3 separate regions of the Mus musculus genome follow, and regions 2 and 3 are each linked to region 1. A link is a contact called in public Hi-C and HiChIP or PLAC-seq data. All regions are on one chromosome and are shown on one strand. Each heading gives the region's core, a stretch centred on a gene start, on an enhancer-like site or on the middle of the called end of the contact. The rest is flanking DNA. Distances are from core to core; before and after follow the strand shown.

The links. A called contact is a pair of places that touch in the nucleus more often than the background predicts. HiChIP or PLAC-seq counts read pairs in DNA pulled down with a chosen protein or histone mark.
Region 2: a contact with region 1 is called in a Hi-C map of bone marrow-derived macrophages, with 7 read pairs. The contact joins the promoter of Car2 here to the enhancer-like site in region 1. A contact is called at or near these places in 6 of 39 promoter capture datasets (the C10 cell line, HPC-7-derived erythroid cells, liver and 2 more), 3 of 484 Hi-C or Micro-C datasets (the G1E-ER4 cell line, LSK cells and bone marrow-derived macrophages) and 3 of 115 datasets of contacts at active chromatin or transcription factors (embryonic stem cells, large pre-B cells and stem cell-derived neural progenitor cells).
Region 3: a contact with region 1 is called in an H3K27ac HiChIP or PLAC-seq map of microglia, with 4 times the contacts expected there. The contact joins the promoter of E2f5 here to the enhancer-like site in region 1. A contact is called at or near these places in 11 of 39 promoter capture datasets (the C10 cell line, the HPC-7 cell line, cranial neural crest and 7 more), 1 of 484 Hi-C or Micro-C datasets (B cells), 2 of 115 datasets of contacts at active chromatin or transcription factors (microglia and stem cell-derived neural progenitor cells) and 1 of 9 other capture datasets (embryonic stem cells).

Annotation. Positions count from the first base shown.
Region 1 is chr3:16,207,217-16,211,811 of GRCm38.p6, forward strand. The region is part of intron 4 of Ythdf3 (YTH N6-methyladenosine RNA binding protein 3); the gene reads left to right. Among named protein-coding and RNA genes, the nearest start is that of Ythdf3, 26 kb to the left of the region's middle. Within about 2 kb of position 2,980, at least 7 of the 459 cell types and tissues checked have an H3K27ac peak or open chromatin away from gene starts, as enhancers often do. A contact at or near this core is called in the HPC-7 cell line, bone marrow-derived macrophages and microglia, where this site is marked.
Region 2 is chr3:14,884,643-14,889,333 of GRCm38.p6, forward strand. Car2 (carbonic anhydrase 2) reads left to right here and starts at 1,646. Exons shown (of 7, transcript NM_009801.5): 1 at 1,646-2,144; 2 at 3,192-3,389. The coding sequence starts at 2,111.
Region 3 is chr3:14,575,855-14,580,806 of GRCm38.p6, forward strand. It overlaps E2f5 (E2F transcription factor 5), which reads left to right and starts at 2,817. Exons shown (of 8, transcript NM_007892.2): 1 at 2,817-3,169. The coding sequence starts at 2,966.

The DNA.
Region 1 (4,595 bases), core at 1,730-4,229:
GCTAGGTATTGCTTTGCGAAAACTGGGATTACAGTTGTACTCCACTGAACCCAGCCTTTGCTTTAAATTTTTGACCCCTTTATAATAGGTAAAACTTCGATGTACATTTCATTTACTGAGTTTTCCCCATTCCTGGCAGTAGGAGTTCTCCAGCTTGCTTTCTAGGCAACAAGATTCTTGTGGAGGAGCCAACTTAGAATATCCTGTCTGCCATATAAAGTTTAGAATGTTAGGACCTCTTATCTCAAAACGAGAAGTTTCAAGGGAATTTGAAGTTGCGAAACAAATCTATGCCAGCCAGTATTTATGTAGGTACTATCTTGGATACATCCTTAGATTTAAACAGGTAGTTTTCATTATATTTGACTAAAATGAAGTTTAATGAAATGACCAAGGTTGAAAAAAAGAATAGGATAATTCAGGGATCAAAAGATAGTTTGACATATAAAACAGAAACCTCACATGTGGTTCATGCTTTTAATCCTAGCACTCATTAAGTAGAGGCAGGGGTTACCTACATACACAGTGAGTTCTAGGACAGCTGGCACTATACAGAGAACCTTCAAAAGCATTCAACTGTATACATACACATATACATACAAACACACATATGTATGTACCACACACAAAAGATTAACAGTTCGTCTAGTAGGAAGGATTCCCATTCCTACATAATTGTAGCAGAGTACTAAAAAGTTATTGAAAAATTAAAACATGGTTATTAGATCAAAAAATGTGAACAAACAGTTTAGTGGGATTATACCTGTACTCGTGTTAGATCTTGAAGGTTTAGAAGTCCAAATTGAAGAAGTTAACCAAATGCACAGTAATGGACATGAAAATATAAGAGGAAAAAGATGTAATGGAAAGAGAAGTGGTGTGAATTTTTTAAGCACCAGGAAAAAAAAAAAACAATGGGAAGGATAATTATAGGAACCATTTCAGGATCACATGTTTTCAGATTGAAATCAGTCTTCCAGATCACTATCAGGTGAGTTTAAAAAAGAAAAGAACAGACATGAAAGAGAAAATCTTTAAAACTTTTGAAGCAAAAGACACTACAAAGGAAGGGTAAGCGGGGTAATAAGAAATGTCTCCTCTCTGGCTCTGGAATGAAGACTGAAATTGGCTTCTGAGAATTTAACCTACATAGTTCTTTTTTGTTTTTGCTGTTGCTTGTTTCTTTCTTTGTTTTTTAAAGAAAAGGTAAAAGAAGCATTTCAATGGAAAGAAAAAAGTTGAAGAAATGCTGATAAATCCTGGTAGCTATTGGTAATACTTGAATAAATATCCCCCAACTGCCCGTCCCCCCTACATACCGAGGGACTGTGAACACATTTTCAATTACAGGTTTATTACTCAAGAGCAGGAGGAGGCTTTTTAAGCCTAGCAAACAAAATGATCACTTGATTGTGAAGGTCTTTGCATAGGGAGGAATATGGGAGGACAAACTGTGGATAACCTTTGTTGACACAGGTGTATTAGCTAATTGAGAACAGGAGAGTCTGCTCTATGCTCATATCTTATTATCTAGAAAAATGACTGTCACATAGGTTTTAGTAGATACTGCCAAGTGTGTAAATGTTCTAAAACAGCTGACCTCAATCTTCCTAATGCTGTAACCCTTCAATACAGTTCCTCATGTTGTGCTGACCCAACTATAAAATTACTTTTCTTGCTACTATAATTATACTACTGCTATGAATTGTAACGCAAATATCCAATAGGCAGGATATCTGATATGTGACCCCTACCCAAGTGGTGGTGACCCGCAGGTTGAGAACCAATGCCCTAAAGAATCTCTTGTGAAGTTTTAATATCTTGGAATTTTTCTTCTTTTTTGGTCTAATCTCTATTTAGTAGTTGATCAGTGTTTATAATAAATGCTACTTGTTGGTTTCTCCATTTGTGCAAATAGTAAGTTATAAAAGTTCAGTTCTAGCTAGACCATTAGGAGATAAAGTGGGAAAAACATGTATATTTTTATATTTCTGAAGGTAACACAATTTATCGTTAAATTTTATGGTAAGCTAAGGAACAGTGCCTTAGGCATATTATTTAAAGTCCTGAAATAGAACACTTACTTTGGTAAACATATAAAATGTAGTAGGAAATTATAGTGTCCAATTGATAATCAAGAATTCTAGTAGTAGCAAAGTTATAATGACAACACAACAGGAATTTAAAATGCAAATGTGAGAAAAGATTTTTCTCTGTCTTGAATTCTAGGCAAGTGTTTACTCAAGTCCAGGATCTTTATTATCTTAACTTGCCTCTAGAAGAATTATTTGTGTGCACTGTCCCTTTGATGAAGCTCATATAATCCTTGAAAATGAGAAGAAAATACAGAAGATTTGAGTGTATTTGTCCAGTATAAATTTTAGTTTCTCTCATACTAATAGAGAATAGGCAGTCCTTAGAAATTTTTGTCTTAGTGTTGAATGAATCATCTGTTTTATATCCTTTATAATTTTACTCTTATAAATCCAATTAAATATATCAGCAAACAATTTGGTATGAAGTTTTAGTATTTTTTAATTTAACCTTTATATTTTTATATGTGCTAGTATTTGGCCATTGTGAATGCCTGTGCACATGTATACAGTTCCTGTGGAGGACAGAAGAGGGATCAAATCCTCTGGAATTAGATTTCCAGGTGGTTTGAGAAACCATGTTGGTGCTTGGAATTTGAACCCAGGTCTTCTAGAAGAGCTCCTGCTCTTAACCACTGAACTGTGTTTCCAGCCCCAGGTTTTAGTCTTAATAACTGCCTAGTTTTGTTTTTTGTTGCTGTGACAGAGTATCTTTTGATTAACATTTTGTGATATTTCTTAATCTCTCTCTCCCTCCCCCTCTGTCTCTCTCTTACTTCTCTTTTTGTTTCCTTTTTTTTTTCTTTTTTCCTACCTTCAGCTTGTGGTGGTTGTGTTATATTCTAGTGCTCCATCCAAAGGAACTTTGGGGAAACGAATGACCTCTCCAGCTCATCAGATTAGTCATAGATCTTGGGGAAGATAATTTCCTTCCTACTTTAATTGTGACTTCATTTTATTAAACTGAACAGAATTTCAATTAATAAGTGTATTGTTTTTCTAAGCAAATTGAGGACCATATGTATTGTGGGATTTACTTGTTTTTTTTTTTTTTTTAAGGTCCTTTTGACCATAAGCTCCATGCATCCAGGCTGAAGAATCAGTTTTATTGGTAGAATGCCAGTCCAGCATTCAAGAAACAATAAAACAATGCTTGGTAGTTAGTAATAGGCCTGCAGTTTCCATATTCAGGAGGCATTCCATAAGGCAAGAGGTAGGAGAATAAAGAATTTAAGCTTGTTCTTGGCTATCTAGTGTATTGAGACCAGTCTAACATACACAGGATCTGGTCTCAAAAAAGAAAAGAAAAACAAAAATAAAAGAAACATTAAACAAAACCCAAGCAAACAAAAGGTAGCAGTTAGGTAGACAATAGCAACATAAGGAAGCAGTGTATGTCTAGATAGGATTAAAGCTTCTGCAGCTTGTTTACAGAAGTGACACCCTATCTCTGTTTCCTGTTCTGTTGACTAAAAGGAAGTGTTTATTGGGTCTGGTCCACATTTAAGGGAGAAATTGTACAAACTCTTTAATACAGAACACTGAAAGCTGTTTCTAAAGCTACGTGTCATAATTACACTTAATCTTTTCCACAAATGAACCATATGGTTAAATGAAATCATGCTACCTGATTTGATTCACGATTTTCCTGAACATTTTAAAAATAATTATTAGATACTAAATTTTATTTGGAACCTGAAATACATTAAAGTCTTAAAATATATATGTGTGTGTGTATATGTATGTATGTATGTATGTGTGTATGTATATATATATATATATATGGCTAAAGATGGTTCGTTGAATAAGACACTGGCTGCTCTTTCAGAGGACTCAGATTCCTAGCACCTACATGGTAGCTCATAACCATCTGCAACTCCTGTAAAATAAATTTGTGAATAATATTTTGGTTTGAAAGTATAAAGTCAAGGTGAATTTCTTAGATTTTGGGTGATGTGGCAAGAGAGATGTTTTAGAACATAGAGCAGGTACTCAAGTATTCTACAGTAGGTGAAATTTGCAAAAAGTAGTATAGAAATTTAATGAAATTTGAAAAACATATCCATACATTTGTAAAATCTTTATTCAGCACACATCCTTGAACAAGCTGTGGTTTATTAGACACTAAGAAAGAACAAATTAAGAGAATCTCGTTGAATAATTTAAGCATCTAAGCATAGAAGTTACATTTTGCTATATTAAAGTATAGTAAAGGTGCATTAAAGTATCGTTTTAGAAATATTCTAGCCATTTGTGTGTGTGTGTGTGTGTGTGTGTGTGTGTGTGTGTGTGTTTACTTTTTAAACTTGCAGTGAAGTTTATGCCAGCTACAGACCTGTTTTGTAGCCCAGACTGGCCTTGTATCCTCGATATTCTAACTGTAGCCTCTCTAAAGGATTAAAGAACTAGGTGTGGAGTCAAACCCAACCTTAGAAAGGCTACACACAATGGCTACAATATTTCTAAAATGATACCTTAATATTCTTTCATTTACTATTTTTC
Region 2 (4,691 bases), core at 396-2,895, 1.3 Mb before region 1:
TTTCATTAATTATTGAATAAATCATATATTTCTTTGTAAAATATATTAACTAGCTAGATTTAGTGTAAATCAAATGCTTTGTCATTTTGTTTTAAAATTTTGTTCTGATTTATCTCAAAGACTTTTTGTTATCATAATTGGAACATGTCTTAGTAACTTTATATGTTTTTTTTCTGATTATGTTATATATACCCATATATATGAATATATGTGTGTATATGTACATATGAATATGTATATGTACATATGAATATACATACATATATACATAAATTTCCCCCACCTCCTGGGTTAGAAGGAAGTACATTTCTTCCCTCTAAAAACATGAATACATAAGCATTGGTTTTATTTTTACAAGCCCAGTGTTACTATCTGGCAGCCAGTGAATGACTGCCTGGGAGGAATGTCCCCAGTACAGCAGAGCTAGACAGTGACTGATCCACATGATACTATGAAGTCATCTCCATCATGAAGACCTGACAGAAAGAAAATGCCTACAGCCTCTGTAATTTGAAAAGAAAATGAATATGAGATATAATACCTGATGCTCTCTTGACTGTCCAAAGGTGGGCAAGGAGACTCCCTAGCAGGAGCCTGGCTCCCACTAAAACGTACCAGACAGGATGAGGATTCCCGTAGCTGCAACCAGAATTGGTGGGGTCTGAAGCCTTGAGAAGCACTTCATCAAAATCTGTTCTTATTCCACGCACGGTAGTAATGGAACAGGAAATGGGAAACCCCTAGCAAATTGTGCATCTCTAGTGTCACAGATGCAAGGGACTATTTGTGAATTGCACTTTGTAATGGTCCTATAAAACATTCTTCATCAAAAATTTCTTTTGACATCAACCTGAAGAGTCTTGTATAGAGAAGACCATAATTTTCTGAGTCTTAGTATAAGAACAAGGAGATCTACATGTGCATCATCTTTGTGTGGCACTGGGTGAAATAAAGGCACATGATGAGTCTGAGAACACTTAAAATGTAGTCAGATATTTTTCATTATACTTACACATAGATTCTAATATATAGGTAATGTGATGTCTAGGTGCCTCCATAGAAACACAAAAAAACTGTACCCTTCTCAATTTGAATTCTAAATAATATGGCCTCAGGTCCACAATAGATTCAATACAAAAAAATTGTTCTCAAAGTCAAATAAGAAAAAAAGTGTTAGGTGAAGAGAAATGTTTAAATAAAAATACACAAAAAGAACATTGAAAGGTGTGTCCCCGGGACACCCACGGTCCCTGGGAAGCCATACAGCTACCTTTCTTTTCTATTTTTTAAGTTTTGTGTTTTTTGTTTTGTTTTGTTTTGGGGGGGGGGGGTTGGTTTCGGCTTGTCAAATACAAATTCCTTTGCCAGGAAGGGGAAGTTCTCATCTCCTTGGAAGACATTTTTAAAATCCAATTCCAAAAAGCAAAGCGATTTTTGAGAATTGTTGGTTATGTTACATCAACAGTTCGGTGCCTAGGGTTAATTTGTGGAGCAAGCGGGAAGCTGGAGGGCGCCCTGGCGGCAAAGCCGGGTCGTCTTCCCGCAGCCCGGCAGCAGGGGGCCCCCCCGCTTCCCGCTCCCGGCTCCAGGATCCCCGCTCCCGGAGCCTCTAGGACGCTCCCCGCCCAAGGTCAAACTCCGCAGCCGCGTGCGTGCGGGCCGCGGCCGGGTGGCCGGCTGGCCCGCCAGCTCTGGGAAGCGGAGCCCCGCTGTGCGGGCGGGTGACCAGGTCGGTGCTCACAATGGGGCTGGGGAGTAGGGGCGCCGGCCCGCGAGGCTGCGCAGCGCCGGGGCGAGCTGGAGAGCGCGCAGCTGCTGCAGAGCGGGTCGGACGCAGAAGCGGAGAGCAGCCGGAGGGCGCCCCGCCCCAAGCAAGGTGCGGGGGCCCTCGAACACCGAGGCCTCCGCCTGTCACCTCTGCCTGTCACCTCCGTCCGCCACCTCCACGGTCTCCTCCCCTTGCTCAGGTCCACTCGGTCCCTCCCCTGGGCCGCCCAGAGCACCAAGTTGGCGGGAGCCTATAAAAGCCGGACGGTGCGACCCGCGACACACACTGCAGGACCGCTAGACGGACGACAACTTCTGCTCTGCCCCAATCACCGGCGTGACCATGTCCCACCACTGGGGATACAGCAAGCACAACGGTGAGTGGGGAGGCCGCGCGCTCCGGGCCGCGCGCTCCGGGTCTCGGCTCAGGCACCTGCCTCGCTCCGCAGATCCCGGAGCGCAGCTTGGATGCCGGGTCTCCGCTCTGGTACGTCCCTGGCGCCCGACTCAGAGCGCTCTCTAGGATCTGATCTCAAACTTGCTTGGCCGCGCACAGGGGTTGGGAGGGATAACCCAACGCAACACCCGACGACAATACCTATCGGGACCACAGCCGGTCACCCAAGGCTAACCTAGGCAGAATCGAGCAAGGGTTGTAACTAACATTTTACTTGTGTGTAGCAGAAAGGTTAAGGGGAAACACTTGTCCCCTTCACGTCTGTATCTGCTGCACTGTGGCTAAGATTCCCAGCGCACTTTGTTGTGGCATCTTCTGGAGCCCGTTTGGGTCTAATTGCGAGTTTTCCATGCATCTTTCAACTTCTAGTGTTAGAAGGTCAATCGCAGATACCTAGACGTCTTCCAGATCAAAGGCCTTGGTATATGACGCCATCTGAGGGGAAAAGAAGGTGCACTGGCTTGTGGTTGTGTGAACTTCCCAGCAAAGATAGTTCTAAAGGAGGGGCCTGAGCCTGAGTTTTGGTCTATACGGTCTTTACTGTCACCTAGTGTGGCAGCACGAGGTTCTCAGACCTGTTATAATGCCTTAGAATCTATGTTCCAAACTCAGTCACAAGAGGGCTTATATCCCCAGTCAGACCACTCTGTTTTCAGTAGTTCTGTCTAGTATTAGTCACCGAATTTGAGTGAAAAGATCTCAAAATTGCTAACGCTTGTCTGACAATGTTAAGAAATAGATGTATATTGACTCTAATTTTCGTGTTGGCCTTATGAGGTAGACTTGGAATATTATTACCCCATGTTACAAATAAAAGGACTGAGGCACATTTTGTTTTCCTAAATGTTAAGTTAGTATCACCTCCGAATGTTGAACTGAGCAGACTGTCTAGAAACACCAGTGGCTTCCGGTGGCTGGTGTCTCCCTTCCCACAGCAATGACCTAACAGCTCTCTTCTCATCTCTAGGACCAGAGAACTGGCACAAGGACTTCCCCATTGCCAATGGAGACCGGCAGTCCCCTGTGGACATTGACACAGCAACTGCCCAGCATGACCCTGCCCTACAGCCTCTGCTCATATCTTATGATAAAGCTGCGTCCAAGAGCATTGTCAACAACGGCCACTCCTTTAACGTTGAGTTTGATGACTCTCAGGACAATGCAGGTCAGTGTTTAGGAAAACATCCATCGGGCTTTTTAGCCAATAGTTATTTTCGGTCTTAATGGAAAATACAGGGACACCGGCAGGAGGTCCCTGCCACCACAATTTGTGTCCGAAAGCTGAGATGTCACTCTGATTTCTTTCATAGGTCCTAGAAGTAGGCTAATTACTGTGAAGTGTCCTCAGGGACTGTCAGATATGTAGGGCATCAGGCAAGGTGCCTGTGGGATGTCACAGAAAGCAAGTCAGGTCTTTAGCAATACAGAAACCAGGGAATTCACGAAATTTTAAACTTTTAAGATTCCCTTTAACACATTTGTCCTCCTAGATGAGAGCTATCCTCAGTAGGTATGACCTAATGTGTACTGCCTTCAAGTCAGTAGCGCAGAAAGTGATCATAATCTGAATATTTAAAAGGTTGAAGCTCTTGGTAAATATTGTTTGTATTTGTCAGTGTTGACATAGGGTGAGTATATAAAGATATAAGTATCTCGTTCAAAAATTTATTCCACAGTGAAGATTTTTCAGAGTTGTTTGGATATGCTTAGGCAGTTACTGAAAAAAAAAAAATCCAATTACCATAATTTATTTGTAATAGGGCCTGCTGACAGGATGCTGGTGAATGCTTTCTTCTTTATTTAGAAAATGGAGACCCAGTCCCATTTAGACACAGTGGCTGCCTTTACGGCCTGCTGGTTGACTTAATTGCCAGTGTCCTATTTTCCTGAATATTTTCCTTTGAAGGTCGCTGAATGAAATGGGCCTGTAAACACATTGTTTGCTAGTGGATTGGAGGAAGGGGTATTTTAGAGGGAAAGGACAAAGACAGAGGAAACAGCTACTATTGCTGTCAGAGTTGGAGCTAATGACCATGCTGAATAATAGCATGCTATATAATGTATAATTAAAGTATTACAATCAGGCGGGCCATTATGTTTCAAAAGCAGCAGAGAAATCTCAAATACCTCAGTCAGAATTAACAGCTGAAGAAAGGTGGGTTTTTAGTAATCCCAGCACTAGGGTGGCAGAGGCAGGCAGATTTCTGAGTTCAAGGCCAGCCTGGTCTACAGAATGAGTTCCAGGACAGCCAGGGCTACACAGAGAAACCCTGTCTCGAAAAAGAAAAAAAAAAAATCTCTTCTCCAGTGCAGGGGTTTTCGAACCTGACAAGTCATTCAGGGTTGGTCAGTTTGGAGGAAGCTAGGATGGTTGATTGGTCCAGAACTGTGTGTGGCCAGAGTAGGCTTCAGAACTTGTTGAGCCTGTCTATCAGCAGGGGCCTGCTAGTGGGAGGCTGAAATCTTA
Region 3 (4,952 bases), core at 1,567-4,066, 1.6 Mb before region 1:
TGTTATACATAAGAGACCCCAAACATTTTATAAGACAATTCCTTCAGCTGATAAATACCTTCAGCAAAGTGGCTGGATACAAAATTAACTTAAAAAAAAACAATCAATAGCCTTCTTATATACAAATGACAAAAGAGACTGAGACAGCAATCAAGGAAATAATATACTTCACAATAGCCACAAATATTACAAAATATCTTGGCTAACTCTAACCAAACAAGAGTAAGACCAAAATGATAAAAACTTCAAGTATTTGATGACGGAAATTAAAGATTTCAGAAGATGGAAAGATCTCCCATGTTCCTGAATCAGTAGAGTGAACATAATGAAAATGTGCACTAAGATTAAAATTCCAACAGAGTTCTTTACAGACCTTGAAAGAACAATGTTCAACTTCATATGGGGGAAAAAAAACCAAAACAACCCAGGATAGCTAAACCAATCCTCTATAATAAAAGACCATCTAGAGGTATCACCATCACCATTTCAAGCAGTATTACAGAACAATAATAATACAAATTGTATGGTCTAGGCATAAAAATAGACACATTGATTAATGGAATTGAAGACCGAGAAGTAAATCCATACACCTATGTAATCTGATTTTTGACAAAGAAGCCAGAAATATACAATGGAAAAAAGAAAGCATTTTCAACAAATGGTGCTGGTCTACCTGGATGACTACATGTAGAAGAATAAAAACAGATTCTTATCTATTACCCTGAACAAAATCAAGTCCAAGTGGATCAAAGACCTCAACATGAAACCAGACACACTGAATCTAATAGAAGAGAAAATGAGGAATAGCCTTGAAAGCATAGGCATAGAAGACAACTTCCGGAATAGGACACTAGTAGCACATGCAATAAAATCAATAATGATAAATGGGACCTCATGAAACTGAAAAGTTTCCATAAGGCAAAGGACACCATTAATAGGAGAAAACAAACAAACAAACAACCCAGCAGCCTACAGGATGGGAAAAGATCCCATCACATCTGACAGAGGGCTAATATCCAAAATACATAAAGGACTCCAGAAATCGCACATCAACAAATTAAATAATCCTATTAAAATGGTGTAAAGATCCAAACAGAGAATTCTCAACAAAAGGATTTCAAATGGCCAAGAAACACTTAAGGAAATGGTCAACATCCTTAGCCATCAGGAGAAATACAAATTAGAACGACTTTGAAATTCCATCTTACAACTGTCAAATGGCTAAGATCAAAAACACATGTGACAAATTCTGCTGGGGAATGGATGTGGAGCAATGAAAACACACCTCCATTGCTGGTTGGGAGGGCAAACTAGTACAGGTTCTTTGGAAATCAATATAGTGGTTTCTCAAAAGACGGGGACTCAATCTACCTCAAGACCCAGCTATAGCACTCTTGGGCATATTCCCAAAGGATGCTACATATTATTACAAGGACATTTGTTCACCTATGTTCACAGCAGCTTTATTCATAATAGCCGGAAACTGGAAACAACCTACATTCCCTCAATCGAACAATGGATTTAAAGATAAAATAAGTGGTACATTATCACAATGGAGTATTACTCGGTTGTTTAAAAAAAAAAATGACATCATGAAATATACTGGCAAATTGATGGAACTCAAAAACCTCATCCTGAGTGAAGTAACCCAAACTCAGAAAGATGAACATGGTACATACTCACTTATAAGTGGATCTTAGCTGTAAAGTAAACATAATGCTACAATCCCCAGACCCAGAAAGACTAAGTAACAAGACAGGCTAAAGAGGGTATCTCTCTGGAAAGGGTCAGTGGAATAGAATCTGCAGGTGGATTGGGGGGGCAGACGGGGATTTTAAGTGTTGCAGCTCTGAAGGAAAATGCTTCCCCTACAGAAGTTTTGCTCCAGACGCCTGGAAAAATTTTGGTTTAAAATTGTTTTCAGGATTTACTAGTTAATGCTGTCAGTTTCTCCTCGCGTTTTGTTTTTTTGTTTTTTTTTTTCCCTACTGTTAATTTGGGCATTCTTGCATGAAGGATATGTCTTCATTAATTCCTGCCAAATGATGTTTTTAGTCACCTACTACTTGTTAAGTGTGAAGGATATTCAACAGGTGCGAATACCAAGTTGTTTAAGATCTTGGGTTTTTTTTTGTTTTTGTTTTTTGTTTTTTGTAAACTTTTATTTATTTACATTCCAAATGTTACCCCCCCTTCCAGGTAGCCCCTCCAAAAGTTCTTCATCCCATACCCCCTTCCCTTTGCCTCTGAGAGGTTGCTCCCCACACTACCCCGACCCATCTTACCCACCCAAGGTGTTGAAGATTTTAATCCTGAGTCTCAAGTTTGCAAATAAAAAATGTGGGAGCACATTTCCTCCTCTTATATCTGTGATCTTACTATCGAGCCATAGTTTACGATGTCAATAAGTCAAAAGATGCTGCGATTGTCTCAATAATAGAATTATTGGGGAGCAAAAGAGTATAATTTTGTAAAGAACACTAAAGGCAGGTAAGGAAAGAGCTGGGGGTCTACTTCCTTCACCGTCAAGGCTCAGGTGCTTCTGTTTGCAGAAAAGGCTTTGGAAAAGACTGAAGGTCAGAGTCCCAAAACCTTCCGGGACGCGGCGTTCTCCTATTTACGCGAAGATGAGCCTTACAATACTTGCACCTGATCAGGGATGAGCGCTCCAGGCCGACCAAAAGCACGCTCCGCCTGAGGGAACCCGACTGCCCCGCCCCTCCGCGGAGAGTGCGTTACTAGGCAACGCCGCGCGGCGTCACTTCCTGCCATTTAAACTCGGGCCCACCCTCGCGGCGCTGGCCGCTCGTGTGAATCCGCGCGCTCTGTGGTGCCGTGCGCGAGCCGCGCGGCTCCGGGGACTGGTGGACGCGGGGCGCGCCGTGGGCGGGGAGCGGAGTCCGCGCACCTCCTCTGCCGGTGGCGGAGCGGCTCCTCGCCAGAGGACAGCAGGGCCGCGGCGGTGATGGCGGCGGCGGAGCCCACGAGCTCTGCTCAGCCCACGCCGCAGGCCCAGGCTCAGCCGCCGCCGCATGGGGCGCCATCCTCGCAGCCGTCCGCGGCGCTCGCGGGGGGCAGCAGCCGGCACGAGAAGAGCCTGGGCTTGCTTACCACCAAATTCGTGTCGTTGCTGCAGGAGGCGCAGGACGGCGTCCTGGATCTCAAAGCGGTGAGCGGGGATGGGGAGGGCGAGGCCCGCCCGAGGGTGCTGGGTCCACCACCCCCACTGCGCCGAGACTCCGGACCCGGAGGGGCCGGGATGGATGCGGGGGCCCCACCGACCGGCCACCGCGCGGCCCTGGCCACAAAGGAGCACCCGGAGCGAGCGCCCAGGAATTCGCGCTCTGCTCTGGACTCGCTTAAGGACCGACCGCTCTGCAGAACTTCATTCCTGTTTTGAAGAACTTTCATGCCAGTTCTTCGGAATGAAAGAGGAAAAGAGAAAACTTTCCACACCTCCTCTAAAGTAGTAGTTTTTAGAAGGGGACATTCTTCATCGAGAATTAAGAATTGGGAAGTAAGATTGGATTTGTTGGCTTAATTTAGAATCTTTCTACTTTCTAGACCTGAGATTTGCGGTCACACAGAGAGGGGTCATTTTGTGCCGTTCAGACTAAGTGGTGAAATTACTTAGTAAGCTTTATCTGGTTTTATAAGGATGTTTGCTTCGTTCTTTGCTATGGTTCGGATTTTTTTCAAACAACAACGTCCATTTAAAGCAGTTCAGTCATAGTGATTTAACCGTTCCTGGCAAAACTTGGAAGGATTCCACAACGCAGGGAAAGGGGAACAGTATGGGATCGTGCGAATTAAAATTCAGCTAGTACAAGGAGGTTCAGAAAGAGCCAATACTTCAAAAATAAACAAAATTGCTAGTTTACAGTCACAGCGAATAGCCTCTTATGACTCCTCACAGCTCCTGGCTTGAAGCTATTACCATCCTCAAGACCGTGGGTGGCCAAGGCATAGGAAATAGGAGTCTTAACAGGAGAAGCCTGCCTTCCAGAACTCTGCTGAGTGTCCTGTCCTGGCCCAGTGGGAGGCGCTGGCTTGTTGGCACTTGGATTCCCCCCTTTTCCTGGGTGTAGATGCCAGTTAGTGTCGGTTCATATTTGGAAATGTTACTCCTGGGACCTTTTTCCACTTTTATTCCCCCCACCCTACCCTCACCTCTTCTTTCCCTCCTCTAATGGGCATCTACAGTACTCAAATTGTATTGAATTCAAATGGTACGGTTTCCAGTTTCACTGGCGTTAATGAGGTCAGCAGAGAAACACCTGATGCTACAAAACACCCATTGAAATCTGCTGTTTAAAGTTAAATTCACCTGTAGTGGATGACTACATTAAAAAATTCAGAGAATTTCGGGGCTTTCCGGGTAAACGTGGGATTTGATGGTTTGTCCTGAAATATGCTCAAACCTCGGAAAATGATTTCTAGATTTAGTTGTTTGACTTACTTAACATGTATGACAGCAGGTTCTGGCATTGAATAGCAGAAGTCTGATATTCAAAAGTCTTTCTGTTATCTGGATCTATCCTAAAGATTCAAAGACTTCTGTAGTAATAAATAATTACTTAAAATAATAAGTAATGACTTACAGAGACCTGTATACCTTTCTTTTGGCTAGGTAGAAAAACATTTTACTTATGCATACTTTTTATGTTTATGAATACATATAAAACCATATGTATAAAAATGGCTTACACTGAAGTATTTATCCCTCGTGATGCTTCTTATAGTACATCATCGTGAGATATTAAGATATTCTAATAATACATGTTAAAAGATAGTCCTATTTACAATAAATTTCTAAGTGGAAATTTTAAAACGTGCACTTTATTTTTATAATAGAATCCTTCATTTTTGTGAAAATCATAAATATAGAAATATATTTTTTTCATTAAATACCCTGAGTGGTCATTAAATATTCACGACTGTAGAGGATAAGC